Linked DNA regions of Triticum aestivum: region 2 is linked to region 1. Evidence: chromatin contacts called from public Hi-C data. All regions are on one chromosome and are shown on one strand. The core of a region is the stretch at or near the end of the contact, and the rest is flanking DNA. Distances in the headings are between cores, read along the strand shown. Region 1 holds the start of LOC123189140 (serine/threonine-protein kinase D6PK). Region 2 holds the start of LOC123189142 (ATP synthase subunit d, mitochondrial).

What was found. Hi-C and Micro-C count contacts between places; a contact is called where the count stands out from the background.
Region 2: a Hi-C map of leaf shows a contact between it and region 1, with 5 times the contacts expected there. The contact joins the promoter of LOC123189142 here to the promoter of LOC123189140 in region 1. A contact is called at or near these places in 2 of 5 Hi-C or Micro-C datasets (both in leaf) and 1 of 1 datasets of contacts at active chromatin or transcription factors (leaf).

Annotation. Positions count from the first base shown.
Region 1 is chr2A:508,172,684-508,175,681 of IWGSC CS RefSeq v2.1, reverse strand. LOC123189140 (serine/threonine-protein kinase D6PK) reads left to right here and starts at 1,683. Exons shown (of 3, transcript XM_044601484.1): 1 at 1,683-2,048; 2 at 2,526-2,998. The coding sequence starts at 2,724.
Region 2 is chr2A:508,426,108-508,428,807 of IWGSC CS RefSeq v2.1, reverse strand. It overlaps LOC123189142 (ATP synthase subunit d, mitochondrial), which reads right to left and starts at 1,407. Exons shown (of 5, transcript XM_044601487.1): 1 at 1,119-1,407; 2 at 354-435. The coding sequence starts at 1,286.

The DNA of each region.
Region 1 (2,998 bases), core at 434-2,933:
GATTTATTTATTTATTTTTTTAGAAAAGGAGGAAGCATGGCGATGATACGGCCGATGCACGGAGACGATTAACTGAAGTGACGAAGGGGCCCACGGCCCACATGCCCGTTTTAAATTATGCACGGCGGTTGGGAGTAGTACTTGCATCGGAGCCATGAAGACAGCCTCGGGGCCGGCGAGGGTCCTGTTGCTGTTGGTTTGTTTTCAAAAGTCTGCGGAGGGAAAGATCCAAGGAGCGAACGGAGGAGTACAAAGGCGTTCCCATGTTCCGTTTTGCAAGAGCCGGCAAGTGTGTGACTGCGCGGGCCGGCGAGCGTTGCGTCGCCTCCTCTCTTTTTTGCCCCGCATTCCAATGCGCGGCGAGCTTCTAGGCGGCGGCACTGACCGCAGGCCGCATGCGACGGAGTACAAGAATCAGAACCTGATGGTGTCGCAAGTTTCACGTCTTGACGAAATATACAAGAACCCGTTTGATTTCCGTTTAGAAAGTGGATTCCTCGTTGAGGCAAAACAAAACAAAACACACCGGATTCCTACGCCAGCCGCCACCACTGGTTCCATACTTGCATCGTTCTTGCTTCACACACCAGTTGGCAGTTGGCACCAACATCCCTTGCCCCGCAAGCGAAACGTCGTTTCTTTCTCGCATCGAAACGTCAGCTGGATGCCTCGACAGTCGACACCCACCGAGATCTGTTTCGGCTCGTATCCTACAGGCAGGAGGGCAGGCTGCAACATCCTCCCGCGAGGAAGAGGCACAGCTGCGGTTGCGGACTTGCGGTTGCACTGCCAGGTCGGTGTCAGCCTGTGTACTCTACTACTACTGGCGAGCGACTCGTGCTAGTATCTCGCAGGTAGAGTATAGGAGTACTATACAAGTACTCCAATCCACCGGGCCGACGGCGGGCCGCGACTGGCGAGGGTGAGGCGGCACGGCAGCCGCGCCGCGCGTTTGGGCAAAGGATCAAGCGAGGCGCGAGGTGCGCGTGGAGCAGATGAATGCGTGCGTAAAACGACGAGGAGAGCAGTGGGGGTGGGGCAGGCGCTCCGCGGCGGGGATACAAGGCGCGCACGAGGCGTCTGTGGTGTGTGAGCCTCTGCCTCTACCAGCACACATACATACAGATACAGTGCTGCGGTGCGCCCCCACAGGTTAGATTAGGGACAGTACATACAGCGGTGAAGTGGTAACCATGTGTCTCAGCGGCGGCACGACATGACGCGGCGCTGTTGACGTGACGGACCACGCAGGTAACGGCACAATCAGTTGGCCTCCCGCGAATATGTAACAAGCAGATTACTACTCCACTTGCTCCAGTAGTACTATACTCCATCTTCTGGCTGCGATTGCATCCACTAGTGCGGCTAGAGATCGACAGTCTCTGTAGTGGTGGCTTTGAACCCGTTTAAATAAAGAAATTACTACAGTTTGCTTTCTGCATCCGGGTCGTATTCTTGTCGCCCTGTACCGGCGGCGAGCGTGATAACACGAGTCATGAAAAGGAAAAGTAAAAAAGAAAAGGCCCTCCCCTCCCCTCCCCTCCCCTCCCCCTGCTGGCCAGGGAGGGAGACACGGAAAAGGGCGAGGAGAGAGACGCGTGAAAGGGAGGCACGCTACGCCCTGCTACAGGCAGCAATAATAAATAGCGGCCATAAATAAACAAGCGTAAATCCTAGGGTAGGGGTGGTGGTGGTGGTGGTGCGTGTTTTTATTGGGTTGCGGTGGGGGCGCGTCGCTCCCTCGCGTAGCCATAGCCATAGCCATAGCCATAGCCAGAGAGAGAGAGAGGGGGCACCGTGCGTGAGTTTGGTGAGTGTGGCAGCGACCAGCGAGGGAGAGAGGAGCGGCATCCATACTTCCATAGCCCATAGGTGTGAGTGAGGGGAGGGGGGAGGCAGCCGCTCTCATTTCTCTTCCTCTTTTGCCTCCTCGTCAGATGTGCGCGCATTGCTGCTCAAGCTGACTGGCCGCCTCTTCCCCTGCTCGTCGCCGCCGCTGCTTCGAAACCCTAAATCTCGCCTCCGCCGTCGCCGCCGTCCTCCCGCCGGTAAGATTCTCCCGCTCCAAAGTCCAAATCCCCCGCTTCCCTCCTCTCTCTCGTGCGCAAATCTGGCTCTTCCTCTCTCTTTTTTGACTCTGCGCGTTTGTGCCTTTGGCTTGGCTCAAAGTAACCCCCATTTTGTTCGCCCATCTGGTGCTTGCTTGTGTCTTCTTGTCCCTCAAGCCGCCCGGAGGTTTACGGATCTTGCATCAGTTCGCTACAAGAAAAGAGAGAGAAACCCCACCTCACCTACCGCATCTATGTCCCTTTTGCTTTCGTTTTTTCTATAGTTCTTTCTTCAAATTTTAACTATGGGTGGGGAAGGGTGACTAGTGGGAGATGATAATGAGTACAAGGGCACCAAGATCGGCTCAAGCTCCAGATTCCCACCTTTTTTCCTCCACTATGTTAGTGCCAATAAGGTTCTTTCTTGTGCATGAATACCCACACCGTCTGATCCAGTTTCTGCTTACTCCCTTGCAGGGCCTGCCTCGTGATGCCGCTTCTCGATCCGGGAAAGCTGCCTCTTTGCTCACCTAACTGCAGGCGCCAACGGTCCTAACTTGAAGCGCATCACCACCCACCCAGATGCGGTTGCTGCTTGCAGAGCTCCGCAAGTTCAATACTCTGCTAGGCGCCTAGGAGGGAGCATTTCTGGAGGCGGTGGGAGTGCTGGAGAGGATGGGTTCTTCAGGGTGCCCGGAGATAGTCGAGCTGGTGGATGAGACCAAAGACGCCCGTCCGGGCGGGGTCACCCACCTGAGGGTGAGGGTGAAGCCGGTGGGGCAGGAGCATGGGGGCCGGTCGTGCTCGGTCGAGGATGACCTCGACCGGCTCCTCAGATCCTTCAATGTGCGCACCTCGGCGCGGGCTTCTGGGCAGACGAGCACGGACAAGAGGCTTATTGCGCTTGGGAAGGCGCCCATGTCGAGCTCGGAGATCGTGGAGTCTGTGAG
Region 2 (2,700 bases), core at 158-2,657, 250 kb before region 1:
AAAACTAAATGCTAAATCATTTGGTGTGAATAAATCAAAATACATAGCAGGATTGAAATTCCTAACATAATCATACAACATATTGCTAGGGGCACCCTCAAGAAGGGAGATGAAACCTAAAACATGATGTATTAGAATGCATACATGAAGTATACATCACTACTATAATATTGTGAAGGGGGCATTTTGAACTATAAGCAAGTTACAGTCGGTATCCTAATTCTTAATCTTTGGAAGACATATCATCCACTAGTTAAAAATCCAATATTAAATCAAAACCATCTTGTTTACAAATTTATAGCACACTGGTTTCCTAGAAATGCAAGTAGATGGAGAGTACGAAATACACATACTATCATAAGCCTCCTTGTACATATCCACAACTTTCGATCCAATTCCTTTTTTGTAGTATTCCCAGTCAATTGGCTTTGGTTCCTGCAGTAGCGATAGATATAGATCTCTCATATCAGTCGATATGCCAGAAATGGCGATGCATGTTTCATATGTAGCCATAAGAAGTTAAATTTAAATATAACAAACAAACAGGGTTAAACTTTCCAAGCATATAACATGCCAAAGAAGGCTACTTAGTTCATCCATGCATGCCTCCATTGAGAACCTCACAAGAGGTTACAATTTCATGTTCAAAAGCAATGCTTGGATTACAAGAGGGATCAAATAAGCCACACCTTTTCCAGTCGGTAATGTTGGGGTGTGCAGTGATTTAGGAATATGTAGTTCTACACGGAGTAAAATGTAAGATGTACCAAAGATAAGAGGAACAATAGGGAGAGACACGGGATGTACGATCCATCCAGAAATTCCCCCAAATGTTCTTGCTCATGTCTCGACCTCCTCCCAAATCCTAACATCAAATCCCTAAATCGTTCAATAGTTCAATAACTAACCAACCGGGCAAGTAAATCCTAAAGGCGAAACCGAGATTTGATTGCCCCCTGTTCGTGGATTTGCAGATCCCCGGCGCAACCGCAGTTGACTAGCGAAACGTAAAGATTCCCCTGATCTGATCTGACCGAGGACCAAACCCTAGGCACATTTGCCAGATCGACCAGCCGAGCGCGAGACGGGGATGAGGCCGGCGGCGATTGGAAGGATACCTGGGAGAACTTGGTCTGGAGCTGGTGGTTGACGTCCTCGAAGGTGCGGCGGAGGTTGGCAAACTCCTTTCGGGCCTCGTCGGAGACGAGCATCTTCGCCAGGCCGTCCCAATCGATCGCCTTCCCGGCCTTGGCCGCGACGTCCGTCACCTTCTTCACCCCGCTCATCTTCGGCTCTGGATCTGCTAGACTTGCTAGGGCTGTGTGACTCTTGATTGTTTCGGGAGTTCGGTCCAGGCTCCAGAGTAATATGTCCCTGTTATCTCCTTCAAAAAAAAAAGTTTATGCGGCGCTAAAATGACGGGCGCTCAGGGCTTCCCCGCTCCAGGCAATTTCAGCCGCCAGATCTTCATCAAAACGATCTCAGCCGTTTGGGGCTGTGGAGCAGACTTTCCGTTACCCTGGGCCGTGGAGTATTTCTCTGGTGACTGTTAATGGGGCCTGCTTGGTATTGGCCCACGAAACAGAGACCATTCATCTCTTCGGTGTAGTGTTAAAGGCGCCCACTCATCAACCCTGGTGGGCCAGCCCATGTAGAGCGAGATTTTATTTCCTCTCGGTTCGTTCGATCGCATTTGAAAAAACAGAACGAAAAATTCATAAAAAAATGGAAAAATCGTGAATTCAAACATGTTCATGGATTTTGAAAAAAATCATCAAAAATGAGAAAGAGTTCATGGATTTTGAAAAAAACATTGAATTTTAAAAAATGCTCATCAAATTTGAAAAAAAAGATCATCGACTTTGAAAAAAGTTAACCAAAACTAAAAAAAGTTCATAAAAATTAAAAAAATCATTGCTTTTTTTAGAAAAGCTCACATATTTGCACATAATTCATCAAACCAGCAAGAACAAAAAACAAAAAAGGGAAAATGAAAATGAAAAATGAAAAAAGGAAGAAGGAAAGAAGGAAAAGGTTGATACTTACTAGATCCTGCTGGGTGGCGGGGTGGTTACACCAGCCTACCTTGACGAGGTAGGTTGCTTGTTCAATTCACAACTAGCGCGCATTTTGATTGCCTGGTGTTAAAGGGAGTGACTATGAAAAGCGAGGCATATTCAGCTACTCAGCTCTCAACGGAAGGAGCTCGTGAATTGGCCCGTCCAACAAGCCCGTGCAACCACGCACCTGCCTAAATGGGCTGTCCCAACGCATGGGGAGGCCACTGCCTTGTCTTTTTCTATTTTTTCACATTTTTTGTTTTCATTTTTTATTTTAATCTTCCAAGTACTTTAAATATATATATTGCAAGAACCTAAATTGTAAAAAGTGCAACTCCACTTTTTAGACGTATCGAGGACACACCTCTGATAGTCGTTGGATCCTAATCGCGCGTGTTCAAGTGTTCCCTGGTCAGAGCGAACTATCGCGCGAAACAAACCTCGGGAAGAGGCCATACACACGTTCTGAAGGAAATATGCCCTAGAAGCAATAATAAAGTTGTTATTTATATTTTCTTATATCAAGATAATTTTTTATTATTCATGCTAGAATTGTATTAACCGGAAACTTAGTACATGTGTGAATACATAAACAAATAGAGAGTCCCTAGTATGCATCTACTTGACTAGCTCGTTAATC